2 separate regions of the Mus musculus genome follow, and region 2 is linked to region 1. The links are chromatin contacts, called in public Micro-C maps. All regions are on one chromosome and are shown on one strand. The core of a region is the stretch at or near the end of the contact, and the rest is flanking DNA. Distances in the headings are between cores, read along the strand shown. Region 1 holds the start of Arsj (arylsulfatase J). Region 2 overlaps Ank2 (ankyrin 2, brain).

Evidence for each region. Hi-C and Micro-C count contacts between places; a contact is called where the count stands out from the background.
Region 2: a Micro-C map of muscle stem cells shows a contact between it and region 1, with 6 times the contacts expected there. The contact joins the enhancer-like site here to the promoter of Arsj in region 1. A contact is called at or near these places in 5 of 39 promoter capture datasets (the 3T3-L1 cell line, the C10 cell line, cranial neural crest and 2 more), 1 of 15 datasets of contacts at CTCF or cohesin (pro-B cells), 1 of 484 Hi-C or Micro-C datasets (muscle stem cells) and 1 of 9 other capture datasets (liver).

The regions. Positions count from the first base shown.
Region 1 is chr3:126,361,476-126,366,446 of GRCm38.p6, forward strand. Arsj (arylsulfatase J) reads left to right here and starts at 2,377. Exons shown (of 2, transcript NM_173451.3): 1 at 2,377-3,690. The coding sequence starts at 3,299. Gm35408 (a long non-coding RNA gene) reads right to left here. Exons shown (of 3, transcript XR_376049.2): 3 at 4,078-4,310.
Region 2 is chr3:126,919,667-126,924,637 of GRCm38.p6, forward strand. Ank2 (ankyrin 2, brain) reads right to left here. Exons shown (of 48, transcript NM_001327938.1): 48 at 1,941-4,305. The coding sequence ends at 4,291. Among named protein-coding and RNA genes, the nearest start is that of Gm25501, 83 kb to the right of the region's middle. Within about 2 kb of position 2,510, at least 61 of the 459 cell types and tissues checked have an H3K27ac peak or open chromatin away from gene starts, as enhancers often do. A contact at or near this core is called in muscle stem cells, where this site is marked.

The DNA.
Region 1 (4,971 bases), core at 1,127-3,626:
GTATACCCAACCAAAATAAACCTAAGACAAGATTCCATGGAAACAACTGATTGCTAGAATCAAGAATGTTGGTTCTAATGTGAGAAGACTACTAAGCTGCACAGACATGTCAACTTGACATTTCATGAGGGAGGTGGGACTATTGTCTGAAACAAGAGAGCATGAATTCCAACTCTATGGTAGGAAATGCCGAGTCCGTATTTATAACCCAAGTACACAGACAATAGACTCCTGGCTGCCAGTTGTGACCAGTCTGTGCTTGTTGGCTGGGAATGATTTGAAACCCCATTTGTAAGTGAATCTTTTGAAGAGAAGGAGCTTTGAAGTCAGTTATACATCCAAAACTTCTGCAGAAAAAAGAAAGATAACAAATAAAATAATATCCTTTTCCATTTAAAGCTCACTCCTCTGAAGTACCTCACCTCCTAACCGCACACATCTTGCATCAGGTGTGTTTGCTTTATAATTTCCTTGTTTTTGTCTTCTCCAGAATGTCTTCTCACAGTAACACTTGGGGCCTGAAGGTTTTGGTTGAGTGAGATCTTTCTTCTCCACCATAGTAGAGGGTCTACCAGAGTCCAGACATCCTAATTTAGTTCACTCCTTGCTTCCACTGCTATTACTGGCCCATCTCATCCACTGTTATCAAGTGGAACAATGTTCCTCGGGGCTAGTCTAGAATAATGAAGTATAAGAGGTACTTGAGCATGCATAAGTGTGTCCATGTTTAGGGTACAATGGTTAGCTCACAGGAAGTATTGCATAAATGTTGGCTTAAAGAAAATTCTTGCCAAAAATCTAAATTGGAAATGCTTGTTATTGTCACATGGAAACACAGACGACCCTCCTGCCATGTTACTCATTAGCTCTCCAACTGAAAATAGCTGGGTCTGTTGGAGTGTGTACATCTTTTCCACTCCAGCACCCACCCCACTAGACCAGTGAAGTCGGAATCCCTACCTCTCTGTGCTTTTAATCTCCCAGTAGAACTGACTCTTTTTAAATGTTTGGAAATTTAAACTTAGAGAGTTGTTACTCTCAATTCTAAGCATGTCTTCTAAATCTCAACGTCTCTCCTGGAAGCAGCCAGAATAAGCCACTGCCTGCTCATGTTGGCAAAATTAGCTGCATGAAACAGCATTCTGTCTCCCAGTTTAAGTTTCCATTTCACCAAGTTTGCCTGCAAAGTTGACAGGAACTGTGTAATAGCAGAAGGGAATTAAAAGTAACAGCTAAATGAAACTTGGAATTATGACTTAGTCATTAATTGAATCTTGCATGTTGTATGCCAGGCTATACTAGGTGTTCAGTAAGAAAGTGTTGAAAACATTGGGAATAACATATATATACACCGCTTTTGGCATTGATGCCTCTTCTATAAAGATCCTGCCTCTGGGCAGTGTTTTAAACGGTTCTAACTATGGTAAAAAATAAAGTATGTTTTCTCAGTGAAAGCAATCTTTTATTGTAGGGAGAGGAGAGAAACAAAAGAAAGGAGATATAAATGGAAAGAGAGAAAGGGAGAGAGAGGGGAGGAATGAGAAGAGAATACACGGTGATATTATGTTCACTACAAAACAAATCCAAAGGCTGGAGGCAGAGCTCAGCTGGCAGATGGCATGGGGTTGACTCAACATTATATGACAGTACGCCGAGGGTGTGTGTGTGTGTGTGTGTGTGTGTGTGTGTGTGTGTGTGTGTTCACTCAACACTATATGAACCTGGCTTCGAGAAATCTTACAGTCTGGGGAAGTGGAGACAGGAGCATCAGATGCTCAGAGTTACCATCAGGTATGTAGTAAGTTCCAGGTTAGCGCATGAATCGCTGACTCGACACTATGCGACAGATGGGCTTCCTTCTTCGGGGTGTAACCTTCCTCTCTTTCTACATTCTTGGCGGGAAAAACCAAGTTTGGAGAGAGGCAGAAAGCCTACATTCTTAACATCTTCACTAAGGAAGAGAGTGATGAGACCGGAAAAGTCAACTGTTGACAGAAAAAGTACTAGTTTAAAAGTTGCACTTGTGGCTGTCAGTAAAAATAAAGAGAAAAGAAAAGAAACGGCAAAGCCAGGGAGGGATGGGAATGGGTGGCGGGTGGAAGGGGGGGGGGTGCAGTAGTTGAGCAATGAAGGAAAACCAGCCACAGAGTGTTCTGTGCCATCTGTTGATTCTCCTGCTCTCTTCTCACTCGCTCCAGTAGCTTCCAACGTTTCGGGATGGACAAGGGGCATCGTCTATGGGCAGACCCACAGAAAGATGGTCTTTCACCTGCACTGAGGAGTCTCACTGGGGACCCCAGGGAGCCGCCCCGCAGCAAAGCCGCCCTTCTCGGGTCCATCCTTTTCCTCGCAGAAAGGAGGGCGGAGAGCCAGCGCCTCCCCGGCCTGGGCCCGCCCTCAACCAGCAAGCATGGATCTCCGGCTGCGACTGCCTGGCGAACAGAGGAGGAAAGCACAGATGGCTAGAACTAAGTCAGCCACCCAAGGGCACGCTGGAGCAGCTGCAGCACCCACAGGGGACACGTGCGCTCTGCGATCGCCGCCCAGGACTCTGTGAATGTCCCCAAGCGCTTCGGGGTAGAGAAGGAATTGCTGAAGAGGAGGCCGGCTGGGGCAGGATCCTTTCTCACTTCGGGGGCCCGGAGAGGGGTCAAGAAGATTGACAAACGCTCAGCGGAAAATGGGGAACTAGCCTTGAAAAGGTAGGAGTAGCGGCCAGCAGGAAGAAGGTCCCCTCGGCTCAGCCTGTCATTCATCCATAAGCAAGGGGTTCCTTGGGGCAACTTGGCAAGGCTTCCCGGGTGCCTGGAACGCTGGACCGATGTCAGTCCCACCACGCCTGGTGCTTGCCTGCGCATGGACACAGTCCTGCTCCCCGAAGATGTGGAGGATGATATGACTGCCAGACGTTCCTGTCCTGTGTGGCTCTCAGTCCCTTTCTTGTCCTTTATTATTTTTATTATTTCTTCGTGAGAACTTTTGGGTGAAGATGCTAACTTTTTTTTTCTTTCCTGCAAGCTGCCGGGTGATGTTAGGAGGTAAAAGAAAAATTGAAAAGTAAAGAACTGCAAGTCAGTGAAGAGGACATCTGCTCCCTTCTAGTTTTTCCAATGTTCATGAGTTAAACCGTTACCTCCAGAGGATTGAAGTTGTGGGAAGTGGTGGCATCTGGGGAAGGGAGCAGGATTCCCTCGCAGCCTTCCTTCAGCTGTCTCTACCCCTTCGCATGTATGAGTGGACCAGCAGCAGCAAAGGGGGCAGGGTTCTGCTTGTGGAGTCTCCTGTGGGACCAGAGTGAATGGCCCCCAGGGACAGTGCGGAGCCTCTGCCTCCGCTATCTCCACAGGCCTGGGCCTGGTCTGGAAAGTTCTTAGCGATGGGTGCCCTGGCAGGCTTCTCGGTCCTCAGCCTGCTCACCTATGGCTACCTGTGCTGGGGCCAGGACTTAGAAGAGGAGGGGTCCCTAAAAGCTCAAGTTGATGAGAGACCTGAAGCAGGCACAGCAGGCACCTCCCAGCCCCATCTCATTTTTATCTTAGCTGATGATCAGGGATTTAGAGATGTGGGTTACCACGGATCTGAGATAAAGACGCCCACCCTTGATAAACTCGCTGCAGAAGGAGTTAAGCTAGAGAACTACTATGTCCAGCCTATTTGCACACCGTCCAGGAGCCAGTTTATTACCGGAAAGTAAGTGTTACCACTTTTATGTATTACTTGGAAAACTCTTAGGCCTTTATTTAAAACTGGTTTCTAATTTAAGAGAGGATCTAAAAGTATGTGGGAAACAATCCAATGAATGAACAAGAGAATGCATGAATGAATGAATGAATGAATGAATGAATGAACAGCCCCTCGCATTAGTGTCAATACCCCGGCCCTAATCTCCTCCCTTTCCTTTCCCTGACAGCCAGCTGTGAGCTTTTGAATGGTGTCAGTATTTTTACACTCGTCCATCAACCAGAGACCTCCGTGGTTGCTACTTCCCAATCTGTTTTGATTGTCAAGCGCATTCACATTCCATTTCAGGTATCAGAACAGAATCCACAGAGGAAAAAAAAATGCCACTTACAACTCTTAGTTTGTCACAAAATTTAGGGATTGAATGTTTGAAACCCCAGGTCATCACAGAGAGAGCAGAGGTCACAAAAGCAGGAAAGGTGACACAGAATATGACGGGTGTGGGATAGAATTCTGCCTCCATCTTTGTTGGGTGCTTTCCTCTCATGGTGTTGTACTTGTCTGCCAAGGCAGTTCTCAAAATGCCGTGGGTTCCGTGGGATTTGCTGTTGCTGCTGCTGCTCCTCCTCCTGTGTGGGGAAGGGTTCTGAGTTACTCATGCAGCTCAGGGGACGAAGAAATGTTGTCAATAGTTTGCTAAATGGCTCATCTCCTTAAGGTGTTCATGCATTTTTCTATTTTTACTTTGTCAGACTATACGTGATTGTAACTTATTTTCATGGTGCAAATTCCATTTGGAAAGCAAAGCAGAGGGGTCAAGGGGTCAAGCTACTCCTGAACAGTTGATGGCTTTAATCTATGTGCCTTGTGATTTTGGCTTCAGGACAGAGAACCCTTGCTTCAAGTGCAGTTGTTCTTGGAATTGGACCTTGTAAGGGTCGCCAGTAACCAGTCTGGAAAAATTACGACTACGGTGTTTTGTAGAAACCTCTGTCTTGCTTACAGCATAATTTCCACTGCTTAGCAAACTGTCAAAATTTACCTTCACTGCCAGAAAATAATTTCTTCCAGTATTAGCAAGAAGAGGTGGAGAACAGAGTATGATGGTGCACACCTTTAACCCCAGCACTCAGGAAGCAGAGGCAGGAGGATCTCTGTGAGTCAGATGTCAGCCTAGTCTACATAGTGAGTCCCTGGTCAGCCAGAGTGACAAAGTAAGGGCCCGTCTCAAAAGTCCAAAAACCAAGCCAATGTGAAAAATGTAAAGGGGAGAAGAAAAAGAAGAGGAGG
Region 2 (4,971 bases), core at 1,260-3,759, 560 kb after region 1:
CACACATTTAACTATAAACAACACATTTAATTATTTTGTCATGTTGCCTCTAAAACTTTCAAGTAGTCTCTGAATTCAACATCCCACAGTGGCTGAATCTGTCACTCTATTGAATTAGTAGAAATATCACTGTTGATATATGGGTGTATGTACATGTGCACACACAGAACCACTATATCCTCAAGCACCTTTAGATTCTAAGTACACCTTAATATACTATTTGCTCCATTGTGTGGCACTAACAGAAAATGGCTGGGGCCTTTTAATATTTGAGAATGTCTGTGTATAAACAAGAATTTAATTTGTGTAAAAAACAAACAACGAACCTGGGAAATGGGTCTGTTTTTCTCTTAACTATTTAAAAGATGTTCTTAAATATCGTTTTTGCCCTGAGATGACGTTGTATTACCTATTTACTCATGTGGTACATTGCAAGACTGTCATTGGATTCTGGTGTGAGTAGATAGGACTCAGAAATAGCAGCTCACCCAAGGGAAAGAAAGTATTGTTTTTAAGTAGAGATGATGGATTCAGTTTTCACAAAGTTTTAATATGCTTTTTTAATGAAAGCAGGCAGATTATCTCGAGAGAATCTGCCACTCAAGAAAAATTAGCATTGATTTAGGTTTTCATTAAAAATTTGTTTAGTTTCTTTCCATCTGACCTATTCTCATGCCTGGCATTTGCCCATAACCAGGCTCTCCAAGCTGACATCAACTGAATGGCTCCCACGAGCAGTCTCATTTCCAATTGATGCTTAGCGTCTATGCATGTGTGTGAGTTTACACCTCTGTATGACTAATACAGACCATTTACAAGCTATCTATCATCTTCCCTTAGATTAGAGGCTCTCTCAGCCCCACTTCTAAATATATTTTTGTAAAAGGGCATATGAGTCACAAAAGCTTACTTTCAAAACTGGGTTTGCACGAAGCTAAGTATGAGAAGATACCATATTTTCATATTTTCTCTTGCTATTCAATGTTCTACATCCAGTGCCAGGCAAACCCAGAGTTGCAGTAAGTAGAAAACAGAGCCCAGTAAGCAAATGACAGGGACACATCTACTGCTACTTGGGGGTGGGAGGGCACAAACTTTAATATTCTGTTTTCTTTAGTGTTGTTATGGTGATCCCAGACCCAGAAGATCTTGTTAATGAACAAGAGACAATACAAATCTAGCTGGCCTATTGATGTTGCAGTAAGATTTAAATAAACTCACTCAGTTTTAAGCATTTCTTTTGCTTTCACTGTAGACATACAAGACAGACAGGGGACACACACATACACACACACACACACACACACACACACACACGGAGGGAGGGAGGGAGAGAGAGAGAGAGAGAGAGAGAGAGAGAGAGAGAGAGAGAGAGAGAGAATGATTGATAATGCGATTTTGTTGTTTTGCTTTTTAAAACCCAAACACTCCAAAGGATTACAATTTGAATATTCCTGCCTTGTCTTTGTATGAATATATTCCTTTAATTTCCTGTTCTCTGGCTGCAAAACAAAAAAGGAAATGCCAGGGTTTACTGCTGTCCCGAAAGTCTGTCTCATACTGCTGTCATTATACATAAATGGATCAAATTCCTGTGGCCTTGCCCTCTGTGTTACTGATCAGATTCCCCAGTTCCCTTCCCTCAACATCCTTAAAAGCTCCTACTTTTCATTTACTAGATAGCCTCAAAATTTAAAAAAATTCATTAAAAAATGTCTTGTTTTGCCCAGTTGAGTAACAGTAAGAATAAAAGTTCCTCAGGGCTGTGGTGAGCTAGTCCACATGCTACCGTTTGGCCTCTCAGAATATTATTAAATAAAATCACAAAGGAAAAACAAAGGTAATTCATGTGTTTCTGTTGGCTTCATGTTGACCTCATTTAACAACCTCTGATTCTCCTAAAATAGACTGGTCATAAAGAAGGACAAAACCACCACTGCAACACTTAACACTTATACATTTTATTTAGTTAAATCAGCCATTGTACAACATTGCAGCTATGTATTGTTAGTGTTGTATTGTTTTCCAATAACTAATACATGCCCTCATAGATATATTCAATTAGTGTTATCACCATGGGAACAAGATGCTGATTCATCAACTGAAAATTCACTTCTCACAGTATTCAAGTTTTTGATAACACAGCAAAAAAAAAAAAAATTAAAATTGAAGGAAAAAAAAGTGAAGAACCATTAAGTTGCCACAAGGACATCATCTGCACTGCAAATAACACAACAGAAAGGCTTTTCATGAGCTCCAGGGCAAAGATCTGATAAGATGGCCACCTCATATCTCAAGAAGGGCTGCCACCTGCCTCTCTCTCTCAGTTTGGATGCCAAAGAACACTTTGTTTCTACACAGTCCCCCAGAAAGTGCTAGTGCCGGGGACTCAGGAGATTTGCCTGATGGGAAACCTCTCTCCCAGGAAAATTCTTCTCTTGGCAATGTTACTCAAAAAGATGAAGTGCTATTGTTTGTCGTGTTTGTGTCTGACATTCCGAGCAATGAGTCAGTTCTGCACACAGGAAAAGGCTAGATAGGACTGGAAAAATGTCAGTCTCTGGAGGGTAGGCTGTTTTCCTTCTTTCTCTCTCTCTCTTTCTTTCTTTCTCTCTTTCTTTCTTTTTCTTTTTAATTTCATCTTCATTGAATATACTTTCTTTAACAAATAACTGATTCAAAACGTATACTGTTTATATGAATATATTTGTGAATATATTTATATATATATGTTAAAATGCTACACAGCTTCAATCACTAGGGGGATTCGACATAGGGCATGGGGAGCACTCAGACTGTCATTGTCCCTTCTCTAAAACAAACAGAAAGTCACACAAATGCACTTCAGTTTCCAAGAGTGACTGGGGTTTGAATAAATAAACCAAAAAAAAAAATTAATGAGAACCAAATTTTCCAAGGATTTCCCAAAATCTCATCTGCAAGCTGAAGAGCAGACATGGCGAGAAAGTTGAGACTCAGAGTGAAAACCATTAGTGTAATGAGAAGATGTGTGTGTGTGTGTGTGTGTGTGTGTGTGTGTGTGTGTGTGTGTGATGCTACATGCAGGTATTAGAGGAAAGATAAACTTGGAGGTGGGGAAAAAGAAAAGAAAAGAAAAGAAAAGAAAAGAAAAGAAAAGAAAAGAAACCACTCCAACATGGTGACAGCATTTAACCTTTTGTGTGGTGCATAAATCTTGTTTCCAATGAATTATCTACAGTGCAGTGGCCAGAAGAAAGTACCACCAGTAAGACAGCGTGGTTTGCTAAAGCAGCAATGAACACCGGAAAACTACAGTAGTTATAGCTTTTAAAATACCCTGCCAACGTGTCCAAAGTCAAAAACACCTGAAGGTGCTAGAACACCACCCCTGAAGCTTCTAGCACCAGAATACCTCGCTGTTTCCATCTGCTGGCCTGTGAGTCCTTCTCCCTCTCCCTCAGGGCCACAGTCCAAGAGCCAACGGCTATGGCTGACCAGTCCTAGAGACCACTCCTAGGGATTCTTCTTCAAGATTATGATCCTGACGGCTTTAAGAGCAAATGGCTACTCTGGAAGTTCTAAGGACGTGTCTAAGTCTGAAGTGTTTCTTCCATAGAACTGTATTACCATTTGATTGTGTTAGCAATATCATAATTAACCATTGTTCAGCAATATCTAGAGGCTTTTATTCCATGATGCCCAGTGTAATTATGACAGGCAGTGGTTTGAATTTTACTCTGTTGTTCGTCTGAGAATTTCGGCTATATACATTATACATAGATACCCTTGGAAGGATTCCCCTGTCATTTGAAGAAGTCTGCAGGTGAAGTTCTTCTGATTCATGGAGTTTCATGGAGCTTGAGCAGAAGCAAACAATAGAGATGCCAGTTCCCAGGTTAGCACGGATGCTCAAAATAGTGGATACAGCATCCGGAAGGAAGGATGCTATCTTTGGTCACAAATTAGCTTATAGTTAGAGAGGGGCAGGGAGAAAGAAGGAAAAGTAGATGCTGTGTGTTTGCTGAGAGTGGAAGTGTCACTGGGTCCCAGTAATTAGGCCACTTCAGTCACTCCTGCGCAGAAATGGGAAGTTGCATATTGAGTGGGTTTGTGGTTTCTGGTGAGAACTGGGCAGCTCCTCATTTGGCCTCTTGCTTTGTGTTCTCCTTGCAGAAGTGCCGAAGGAGTTGCTGGAGATCTCGCTGGAGGTCGTCTTGGTCCAGTGCTCCGGGAACATCCTCCAGGTGCTCCAAGGTGATGTGTTTCCCCTGCTGGTCCTTCACCACAGCCCTCCTCTGTGTCCTGGCTTTACTCATTGTTGTCCTACAGGAAGCAGACGAGATTAATTAGGCTCTGTCTTCCCTGAACACCCAAGAACTTCCTGTTTCACCTTTGCATGTGTTTCTATTAGCATGTTTCTCGAGTTTCTCACAAGTGAGCTTCTCTTGTCAGAAAGGACCTGATTTTTTTTTTTTCATCTTTTAGAAACACTTCATGGGAAAGACTCTGTGTGTCCATTTTATTTTCTCAAAGAGAAGCCAGGTCATATGACTCATGTTCCGGTTGAGCTGCACGGATCTGAAAGATCCTTGTCTGCTCTGAAATAACCATCCCACAGGCACCACTGGCACACTCAGAAAAATCATTTAAAATCGATTCACTTCGCAGACCTCAACTTTGCCCAAATTTTGTCTTACTAGCACTTTCCTGTGAGATTCAGATCTTTAAAAACTGGGATATTCTATCAATATACAAGACAGGGACTACCAACAGGAAGGTCTCTGAAGCTTCCCTGGGAGTTAGCAAGAAAGGGAAAGGAAACAGATATGACTTGTGAGAGCTGACACTTCTTGTGTATCCTCAAGACCTCCATATGCCTAAGTCCTGTGCATCCCTGCATGCCAGTGCATCCCTGCATGCCTGTGCATCCCTGCATGCCGGCCGCTCCCTTCCCTGTCGCCTCACGAGGAGCTTCTTGAGAAAGGATGC